Linked DNA regions of Columba livia: region 1 is linked to region 2. Evidence: chromatin contacts called from public Hi-C data. All regions are on one chromosome and are shown on one strand. Each heading gives the region's core, a stretch centred on a gene start, on an enhancer-like site or on the middle of the called end of the contact. The rest is flanking DNA. Distances are from core to core; before and after follow the strand shown. Region 1 holds the start of TBX2 (T-box transcription factor 2). Region 2 overlaps BCAS3 (BCAS3 microtubule associated cell migration factor).

Evidence for each region. Hi-C and Micro-C count contacts between places; a contact is called where the count stands out from the background.
Region 1: a Hi-C map of liver shows a contact between it and region 2, with 4 times the contacts expected there. The contact joins the promoter of TBX2 here to the enhancer-like site in region 2. A contact is called at or near these places in 2 of 2 Hi-C or Micro-C datasets (crop and liver).

What each region holds. Positions count from the first base shown.
Region 1 is chr20:2,347,919-2,353,049 of bColLiv1.pat.W.v2, reverse strand. TBX2 (T-box transcription factor 2) reads right to left here and starts at 1,793. Exons shown (of 7, transcript XM_065036763.1): 1 at 1,288-1,793; 2 at 313-580. The coding sequence starts at 1,652.
Region 2 is chr20:2,130,207-2,135,302 of bColLiv1.pat.W.v2, reverse strand. The region is part of intron 15 of BCAS3 (BCAS3 microtubule associated cell migration factor); the gene reads right to left. Among named protein-coding and RNA genes, the nearest start is that of BCAS3, 78 kb to the right of the region's middle. Within about 2 kb of position 2,867, at least 1 of the 3 cell types and tissues checked has an H3K27ac peak away from gene starts, as active enhancers do.

The DNA of each region.
Region 1 (5,131 bases), core at 544-3,043, 220 kb before region 2:
GGGATCCCAAGGCTGCCCACAGTCAGGCCTTCCATTTCCCCTCGGGGGAGTCATCCCCAGGACAGTGGGGAGCTGTCCCTCGGTGCCGGGTAGGAGCAGGAGCCGGGGGGCTGCGGGACAGCCAGGCCAGTGTAGGGCCCGGCAAGGCCCCGCCGTCCAGCCCAGCCCCGCTTGTGCTGTTGCCGTGTGGGGAGAAGCCATTAAAGCCCAGCTGTTTCCCCCGGACAGAGTAGACCGGCACCGGGTAGACCCCACTCCTTCTCCGGGGGTCCCTGCTCGGGGGGCTCTGCTCTGCCCCGCAGCCGCACTTACAAAGCCGTGCTTGTCCGAGATGTTGTTGGTGAGCTTGAGCTTGTGAAAGGCAACAGGTTTGGCCATCCACTGTTCCCCCGTGGCCGGGCTGTCGGGGTGGATGTACATGCGCTTGGGCATCTCCGGGTCGGCCTTCCCGGCGACCATCCAGCGGGAGTTGTGGAACTTGTACCGGCAATCGTCGGCCGCCACTATATCCATCAGCAAAATGTACTTGGCCTTCTTGTCCAGGCCGCTCACACGCACCTTGAACGGGGGAAACATCCTCCTGCGGAGAGACCCAGAGCGGTACAGGGCTGCTCCCGCCTGCCCGCAGCCGACCCCCGACGGCCGCGGCCCCGCCGAGCCGCCCCGCACCGCCCGGCCTCGGCGGCTGCTCCGAAACCACCATTTTTTAGTTTAGCTTCACTGAGGATTTCCAGCCTTTCTAACGTCCCGTTGCTTCTCACCCCACTCTGCTGCCCTCACCCAGGGCAGAAAGTTGGGAAAATGCTAAAAAATCCCATTCTGGGAAATAGTGAACGAAAACGCATCCTGGATTTCAGCCCATTTCCCTGTCCTGCGACGAATCTCTCACCCAGCACCCCGCCAGCCCCGGCGCTGCCCTCCCCCGGGGACGAGGACACGGGCAGGGACGGGGACGACCCCGGTCGCGGGGAAAGTTTGGCAAGAGGAAAGGAAGCGGCGGGCAGCGGCGTAAACAAATACAACGGGGGATTACGGGCGCTCAATTAGCGCGCACAAATTTAATTTGGGATCGCACTCGGAAAACTAATAATTGGGGCGTATGGGGAAAGCCAGGAGTGTAAATATCTCCGAACAAAAAAATGCAGGGATCGAAATTCCCCGCGTGAATTAATCGAGGCGGATTTGGGGAGCACCGGGGGAAGCGGGACGAAACGGAGGGGCGAGGGCGCTGCGCGGCCGCGCAGGTGCGGGGCGGGCTCCGCGGGGCTGCGCGGGGCCGGCTCTTACCTCCCGGACTTGGTGATCACCATCTCGGTACCCAGCTTGTGAAACTGGTCCCAAAGCTCTTTGGCTTCCAGCGTTACTTTAGGGTCGTCTTCGACCTCCTCCTCGGGCTCCAGGCTCTTGAGTGAGCGCAGATGGGCGGCTTGGTGGTGATGTCCCAGGGCCGAGACGTGCAGCCCGGCCTCGGCCGCCCCGGCCAGGCCGGGGTCCGGCATGGGCTTTGCCAGCGCCGCCGGAGGCAGAGCCAGAGCGGGGAAAAAGGAAGGCTGGGCGGCTGCGAGGAAAGCGGACATGGGGAAGTCGGCCGGCCGGGGTGCGTGGAAGGGGTGGTAAGCCATGGCAGTCCCTGGGAAGGCTGGATCTCTCATCGGTGCATCCACAAATCCAGGAGAAAAAGAGGGATTCCCTTTACAAAAATGTGTGTGTGCGGGTTTAATTTCTTTTTCTCTCTCTTGCCCAGCGAACTCGGTCGAGTCTCTGGAAGAGGAAGGAAAATCAACAACACACACACAAAAAGCGCGCACACACACACAAAAAAGCCAAAAAACAGCGGAACTAGATCTGGAAAAAAAATAAAAAGAAGATGAAAAAAAAGAGAGGCAGTTCCCGGCTCCTGGGACTCCCGGTCTGCGGAGGGGAGACAGTAGGTCCTTATTTTTTGTTGTTGTTCTTGCAGCGAGGGAGAGCGAGCGAGGGAGAGAGCCCTCCCGGTAAAGTCCTTCCCAACACTAAAATAGAAACAAAAGCCGGCGCGGGGCTGCGCGGAGCGGCGCGGGGCGCGGCGGGGCAGGGGCGGCCGCGCTGCCCTCACACCCCCGCGGGCCCTGGCTGCGCCTCGGCGGGGCCGGCCCGGCTGCGCGCTCCGCGGACGGCGCTGGGGCGAGGGTTGCTCATGGCTAAAGGAGCCGGAGTGGAAACGGTTAGATCTTGTCCTGATCTCTGTAAAACTGTGACTATCTCACATGTCCTTCCTGCTCTGATCCGCCCGCTAATGAGCCAAGCCCCCTTGATTGCTGATTTTACGCGTTTCAGACCAATTGTGGATCTGCATAGGCGTGGTTTTGACAGCTCCGGCCAAGCTCCGGGGCGCGGGGCGGGGGGGTCGCGGAGGGAGGGAGGAAGGGAAGAAGGGAAAAAAAAAAAAGGAGAAGAAAAAAAAAAAAAGGAGAAGGTGTCGGAAGCATCGGCAGTAAGAAAACATGTCAACAGAATAAAATATTAACCAATGACAGAGAAAAGTGCTCGAAATCCCACCCCCGGCTCCTTTCCGCATACCGGGTCAGCCCTGGCTGCGCCGCGGCCGGGGAGCGGCCGCCGCCGGTGCGGGGACAGCGCGGAGCCACCTTGGCGGAGCGGGGAGCGGCGCCCGGGTCCGCCCGGCCTCGGGGGCGGGGGGGCGGCGGCAAAGGGCCCCCACCGGTCTGTGCGGGGGCGGCGGGCCGGGGAGGGGGGAGCGGCCGGGAGTGCTCGGCGGCTGCCGTCTTACGACAGATCCTGGAGAGCGGATCGAGGTGGGGCGCGCCCCGCCCGCCGCTCCGCGCACAGCCGCGCACCGCCGCGCAATGCTGCGCAGCGCCGACGGGGCGGCCTTCGGGAGCCCGGCGGAGAGCGGCGGCCGGCGGCGAGGCCCCGAGTGGCGACCTCCAGCGCGGGTGAGTCGCTCCCTGCCGTCGCCCCCCGCCCTGCCGGCAGCCGCACCGACGGGTGGGATGGGGGGGTCCGCCCGCAGCCCCGTGCCCACGGCAGAGGCACAGACCCCGCCGTCGGTGCGCGGCCGAACGCCGGCGCGGCTGTGCCCAGGCGGAGGGGCTGTTTACCGGGCAGAGGGAGGCAGATAAGGCGGAGAGAGACACTCCGGGGCTGTTTGCAGAGGGATTAGGCCCGGTCCCGCCGCGCCGGGGCTCGGGGGGGCGGCGGGCGCGGTGGGTGTCCCCGCGGAGAGGTCGGTTTGGAGATCTGCGCTGATTAACTGAGGGCCGCGGTGGCTGAAGAGGGCCCTGGCGCCAGGCGGCTGAGCCCTCACAATAAAGACCCGTCTCTTGTCACTTCATATTTACCCCCAAATCTTCAAAAAGCGCCCTGCCATCCTTCCAAGGCTCCTGCCCCCGCCGCCTGCGCTGCGGTCCGGCGGGACGAGGGAGTGGGGGCCGGCCCCCTCCTCTGCCCCCCGACCCGCTCTCCCCCTCGGCCCTACTGCTCCGCGAATGCGCGGCGAGGCGCGGCCGCAGCAGCTCCGAGCCTTCGGGGCCGCGTTTCGCTGCCCCTCGTGCAGGGTGGGACGCGGGGAACCCTGGCTGCCCCCTCCCCATCCCGGTTCATCCTGTCGATAGCGATCCTCGCTCGCTGCCTCCCTGCTCCACGCAGAGTCCAAACCCAAGCCCGGGTTATTCTCGGGGGCGGTCACAACCTGCCCGTGTCCCGCGGCAGGTTCACCTCTGCCTGCAGTGCCCGCTCCCGCCACCGCGCCCGACGGGGCGGGCACAACGCGGCCCCTCGGGGCTGCCCCAGCCGGGACCGGCCGCGGTGCGGGGTCGGGGCGGGGGGGGGGGTGTCCCGCTGACCATTGAACGGAGAACAGGGACTGAAATTTAGACCCGATTTGGACTTTGCTTCCTCGCCGCCGCGGAAAACTGCTGACGGCAGCTTTGGCAAAAAGGGGGCTTGCTTGTATTTTTTTTTTAATTCCCCCTCACAAAGTAAAACCGGAGCCTCTCATTGCTCCGGATGGCATCACCCCATGCCGGAGGCGACTGTGTCGCAGACACTTTGTCCACAGCTCCATGGGGCCGGCCCATCGGGGCCTGGAGGCAGCGGGGTCGACTGCAGCAAGGAAAAGTCTCCTAGCCCCCAGCCCAGGGGGCCCAGGACCTCTGGTCGCACCCCCCACATCGGTAAACGTCGCAAACGCACTCGCCTGCAGAATAAAACCGACCCAGAGCAGCCTCGTCTCCCCGACCCTCTGTAGCATTGATCACCGATGGGATTGCCGGGGGTGGGGGAATAACGGGGAGCCAGGCACTGACTCGCTGGGGCAGATCCAGCCGCAGCTCCAGGATCCTGCGCCCATGCACGGCTGGGCCACCCATGCCCGCGGCCGGGCGAAATCCGGCATCGCACCGTCCTCCCCGTCTAGGAGAGATGAGCTTTGCCCCCCACCCCGAGGCCAGCCTTGCCCCGGGGGTTGGAGACAAGGGGTGTCCCTTTCCCTTCCCGCCCCAGGTCGCTGCAGCACTCGGGGCCACCGTTGTCCGGCTCCCGGGAGCCGCCCTGGCCGCCTGCGGGCCCGGGGCTGTGCTGGCGAGCGGTCCCCGGGCTGGGACGGGGGCGACCGGGCTGCCCCGGGGATCCGTTGTGGGCCAGCCCGGAGGAACCGGGCCGGCCCCGCTACCCCCGCGCTCCACCCGCTCCGCAGCGCAGCCCCGCTCGCTCTTCCCCTTTCATCTCTGCCCATCTCCACTCATCATCCCTTTTCTATTTTTAGCCGGTAGACTTAGGCCTTGGCGCCAGGCCGTTTAAGACCTGTCAAAGTCCTTCATATTTCCCTCATGTCACATGGACCTTTCGCTCCCTTCCCCGCGCCATGCGAAGGCCGTAATTTGGATCTGTGAGCTGGTGAGCAAATGCAATTTGCTCTTCTCCACCGCTGTGTTGTCTCCGTGACCCCAGCCAGCAGGACGGCTGGTGTCCTGTCCGGGGCACTTACACAAATTGCGGGTGATTGATGAAAAATAACAATTCTCACAAGCAGCCGGGCCTCTGCCTTCCCCTCCTCCCGGCTGCACCGGGCTGTGGCGGCCCCGCGCCCCGGGGAGCGCTCCCCCCCGACGGGGCTGCGCCGGGCGCACCG
Region 2 (5,096 bases), core at 1,618-4,117:
AGTATTTATCGCAAGATATGCAAAAAAAATAAAAGTGCCTTGAGAACCACTACATATGAGAAGTTGATAATAATATCCATGGATAATGATAATAAATGGCTTGTCTGAGACACCCCCAGAACAGGAACCGGAGCAGAGCGCAGCGATCTCTGCGCCCCCGCCCGCCGCACCCCTCGGCTGCTCGGCTCTTTTCCCCATGACCGCTCAGGATGTTTTCTGGCTCTGTGACAGCATCGTGACTCAGGTCATGAGAAGTGTCAAAGATGCATTTCCTTGAGATGGGAAAAAGCAACAGATTTTAACAGCCCACAAAGACTAAGCAAAAAAGAATAAGCCCAATCAGCATATTTAAGGGTAAAGATAAACCTTTTAAAAGATACAAGTATATTTTATTTCCAATCTTAATGCTTACGTTTCTTTCCATAAAGTGTTTACGTTTTTCAGGCTACCAAAAATGCACAGTTGATTTAAATGCCTTACTTAAGAATAATAAACTCCAAGACAACAGGAGCAGCAGCATTTACTACGCAATGAATCACAGATTCCATACATGGGGGCTCCCGACGGACACCCCATGCTGGGGCAGCACAAGGTGTTTGGGCCCGAGCTCAGCAGGTCCAGCAGACAGCGATTGTTCCTTCCCCGGCTGGTTACGACCACAGACCTTCACATGCTTCCACCTTCCCTCCTGCTTGTCATACAACACCCTCCACACTTGAACCTCCTCCTTCCGCTGATATGGTCTCTTGAAAAACTCTAGCTTCTACTTTCTCGCCTTCTGATCCAACCTGGCACGGGCTCGTATCAGGTGAGCAAAGCTACTTTTTGTCATTTCGCTGATGGCAGCTCCCTCGAGCCACTTACATTCCTTGACCCACCAACAAATTTCTGGAGCGCGCTGTCCCCCCTGTGCCAAACCCCTCGGATTCTCCTCCCGACCCCATCCCAGCCTTTCCCCTTCTGTGCTTTGGACACCAACATCACCCAGAAAACTCCTCCTTCCCTCAGCGAGCAGCTCTTCTCAGCTGGCTTCTCATTTCAAAGCTCCATCTCGGCGACCCATTTCTCCTCAAACCACTGTCCAGCTCTACACAAGTGTAGACAGTGTCCTGGGCAGACACATAAAGCATCCTGAGAAGCCACAACGCAGCTGAGCACGTTCCTTCTTGTGCATCACTAATATCGCTAATTAGCAATTTCCAACTGGCAAGAACTGCAAAACCCTATTCAAAAGCGAGGTGAAGTCTGTAGGATGCCTTTATTACTCACGATGTATGAGCAGGAAATACACCAGCCTGTTCTTTATATATCTGGTTAACTGGTGAGATTTTACTGGAAATTAAGAGGAAGTAAAATGAGGGAAAAATTGAAATAACAATAGAATCCCAAAATATCATTTTATTAAGTCATTTTCAGAGAAAACACTTAAAAATCCAGTAAACGCTTCTCCTAGGATGTGCAGCTGCCACATCAACCCCTAACCCTATAGAAATTTGTTTTCGGTTTGATGTTTCCAAGGCTGAAATCATCCACCTTGACAGGAAAACGTCGGTGGGACGCGCACATCTGTGCTGATCCAGCTCCCCTTGCCTTCCACCGCCCTTCTCCTCCCGACCCATTGGACATGGCGCTCTCTGCCGCTCCGCTTGCTCCGACCACAGCGCTTGCTGCGCTAAATCGCTCAGCCATCTATTTTTACACTTCCCATCTCAAGAACTGCCGTTCCCTTCTATGTCAGTCGCCTTCAATTTTCAATTTATCTGGAATACTCGCAACCTTTTTTCAAATGTAAAGGCAAACATACATTTGCCGCAGTCTCAGATCGACACCACTTACAAAACCCGCTTCTAAAACACTTTATGTAGAGACACGAGCTTCCCTTGTGACAGGATTTATCCGCCTACTTCCCTACTTACCTGAAGGGAATGGAGCTTTTCCTTCCACTTCAGAAACTATCCAAAATACACCACACACTTCTTTCGCTCCACTGATTCTCCAACCATTAGAAAACCAAAAAAGGCAGCTAAAAACACAGCTCATTGACAAGCAGTGAGCTCCTGGCCCGGCTCTGGGTGCAGGGCCAAGAGGCTTCGCACACCCTGTGACCTTCCCAGAGGAAGCAACAGGCTCCAAAAGTCATTAGCAGAAAACACCCGCCAGGTAAATCAATTTCTTTACCTTCCAACTGGCTTCTTAGTGTAAAGAGAAACTCTGCATGAGTGTGTGAAATCAGGAGAATCACTACACAGGCAGCACAGTGGAGGATTTATACGAGCAGCTCGGCGACTGCAATGTAATTCTCCGTTAACAAAAAAAATGGTTTGTTCTTATTAGGGCTGTTTGGTATGAGGCTATATGCACTATAAAATACTCAGATGCACTGCTGTGACAGAAGAGGTGAATAATAATAATAATAATAATAGTAATAACTATCACTCGGAACGGCGCTGTAAGCGGGCGGGCCGGGCGGCATCGCCGGGAGGAGGGCGCCCCCTGCAGGCCCGCCCTCGGCACTGAGGCGGGAAAAACAGCCCACAAGGGATTTTTAGCCAAATTTAAGAGATCTAGGTGACGCTGGAAAATAAATTATTTAAAAGTAGGTTTAAATAAAACTACCCAATTGTCACGCTGTGGAAGATTAAACAAATCGCAACATTAAAACTACCTTAAAAAAAAATGGGCCTATTCCGCATCTTTATCGTTTCTATACTCTCATAAAAAACTATTTTCTGGTGACTGAAGCTACAATTTACAAAGAGAGAAATGAAAGCTTAACGGAGGCTTTTCAAACGACTGTTTTCAAGTGGTGTTTACAGCTCCCGAGCTCAACCCTGCAAAGGAACTGCCTGAAGTTATTATACAGTTAATTTTCTTGGAAACTATTTTTGTCCGCCTGTCTCTAAATAGGTGGTTTCTTAAGTGAGTGTTACTTAAAGGAAACCAATCTGTGTTTCAGGAAGGGCTGGTGATGTCAGGCCTTTCAACTCTGCTTTCCCATAAGAATTCTTCTAATAAAAGGAGTTTCACTCTGAGAAATAGTGAAAAGTAACATGAAAATATTTAAAGCATCTGAGACTGCGTGTTTACCAAACTTCCAGTTCCATGCTTAGATTTTTATCATGTTGCAATTGTAACCAATGAAGGAAAAGTGAGAGGAAACCTTTCCGATTTTTAAGATTTAAAAAGATTTTGCAGTGAAAAATGTGCTATACTAAAATATTTAGAACGAGCTAAATACAAGTCTGAATGCAATACATACAGAACAACATGGTTTTTCATAATTCTAAATTGATGTATTCCATTTCAGCACGGGTATTAAATATGAAACAACCACTGTGTATTATGAGTGGTCTATTGGCAAAACTACACCATCCACATAAATACTTCAATCCCCAACTAAACGACAAGACAAATTCAGAGAATATCATATTATTGAATGGATTTAGTAGGTGCGGGTGTGTAGCTATAGGTACAACGTGTGCTTAACTTACTATGTTATTGTGTGTTCTGAAACTGGAAATTCCTGCAGTCAACAACAGGAAAAACCTCCGAGTAGAGCTGGAGACACCTTAACTTATTGGTGGGGTAAGAAGTAATGATAATAACATACTGTAAATTTTAATTTGCAGACTAAAAATTAGAAATACAGGGTTCTCAATCTGCCAAGCAAAGCATTACAATTTTTATGGCTAAACGCTCCTTGCTGTTCACATATCGGTGTCCAAAAGACAACGGGGATACATTCACATCATCACGGCCATAGTTCTAACTCCTCATCCATTAATGCACACAGTGCACCTGTGAGACAGGTAGGTGCCATAAACCCCATTTTATACAAATAAAAAGGTCACATAAGGCCATATTTTACCCTGATGTTCAGCCCCACAAGCAACTCGTATCAGAAAAGTCCTATAATAGTAAAATCCCATAAAAGGCTCCCAACCTCCCTCAGATGTTACTGACAACGCGCTCTGGCAATACAACGGAATGACAAAAATACAACCTCGCTGGATTAACAGGCAGAAAAAGCCAAACAAAAGTCTGTGACAGCTATAAAAGGTGCAAAGGAAATCTCTCTTTATCATCCTCTATTTAACAGTTTACTTCACCCTGCTAAAAAGAACAGAGCCAAACTCTGATTCATCTGGAAATGAACTCATCCCCAGCGCCAGCACAGCCCCGCTTTGTGTGGGCAAACAGTTCGAGGGTCCTCCCAACAGAATGTAAATAGATGGCCTTGCTACTATATACACAGCAAACAGTTTCATTTTGAAACCAGGAGTTAAAAAACAAGTGAGAAAAATATTACAAAGCCTGAACTCTGAAAATATTTACAAGAACAAAAGCTAATCACAAGTTAACATCGATAGGTTACAATTGCTAATCAAAAGGGAAGATAAAAAGCAAGCGCTTTGCTCACAGAAGTCCGGACTTTTGGCCTAAGGTTGTAGTAATGCTATTGTACCGCAAAGGAAATATTGGCAGAAGGATTAACAGCAGTTTCTCTAACTTAGGGTTCATCAAAACTTTTCTACATTGCAAAGGACATAAAAGGAAAATGATGATAACACAACTCCACACAAAAAATCCTCCAGAAATAAAACCAGTTCACCACAATCTGCTCTCAATCTGTCACCTACTCAACAACTTGTCCCAGGGCAATGGTGCTGGTCGGGACACGATCTCTGCGTTTATTTCCATTATAATCAGCTGCAGTTAAAGGGATGATTAAGGAAAGTCACAGTTACTCTTCTTGGAGAAAACTACAAACTTCAACTAATTCTACATACTGGGAACACAGAGTTTATTATTCTTGCTACGTGGTGGAAAGCTGATCGACAAAATCAGCTGAATAAAAATTACTGAGGGTCACGGAGTGAGTTAAAAGTAAAGCAAAGAAGCAAACCTGAGATCCTAGAGCAAATGAAACTGTTGGTTTTTCTTCAGGGGGGAAAAAAAGCATCAGATCTATTCAAAACTTCAAATGTACCTTAGAGTACTGAAAAGGCAAAAGAGACTACGAACATCTTTCGGTCAGCATCTCCAAAGGGATTTAGGAAACAAATTTCAAGTCAAGCAGCTACACAGCAGGCACA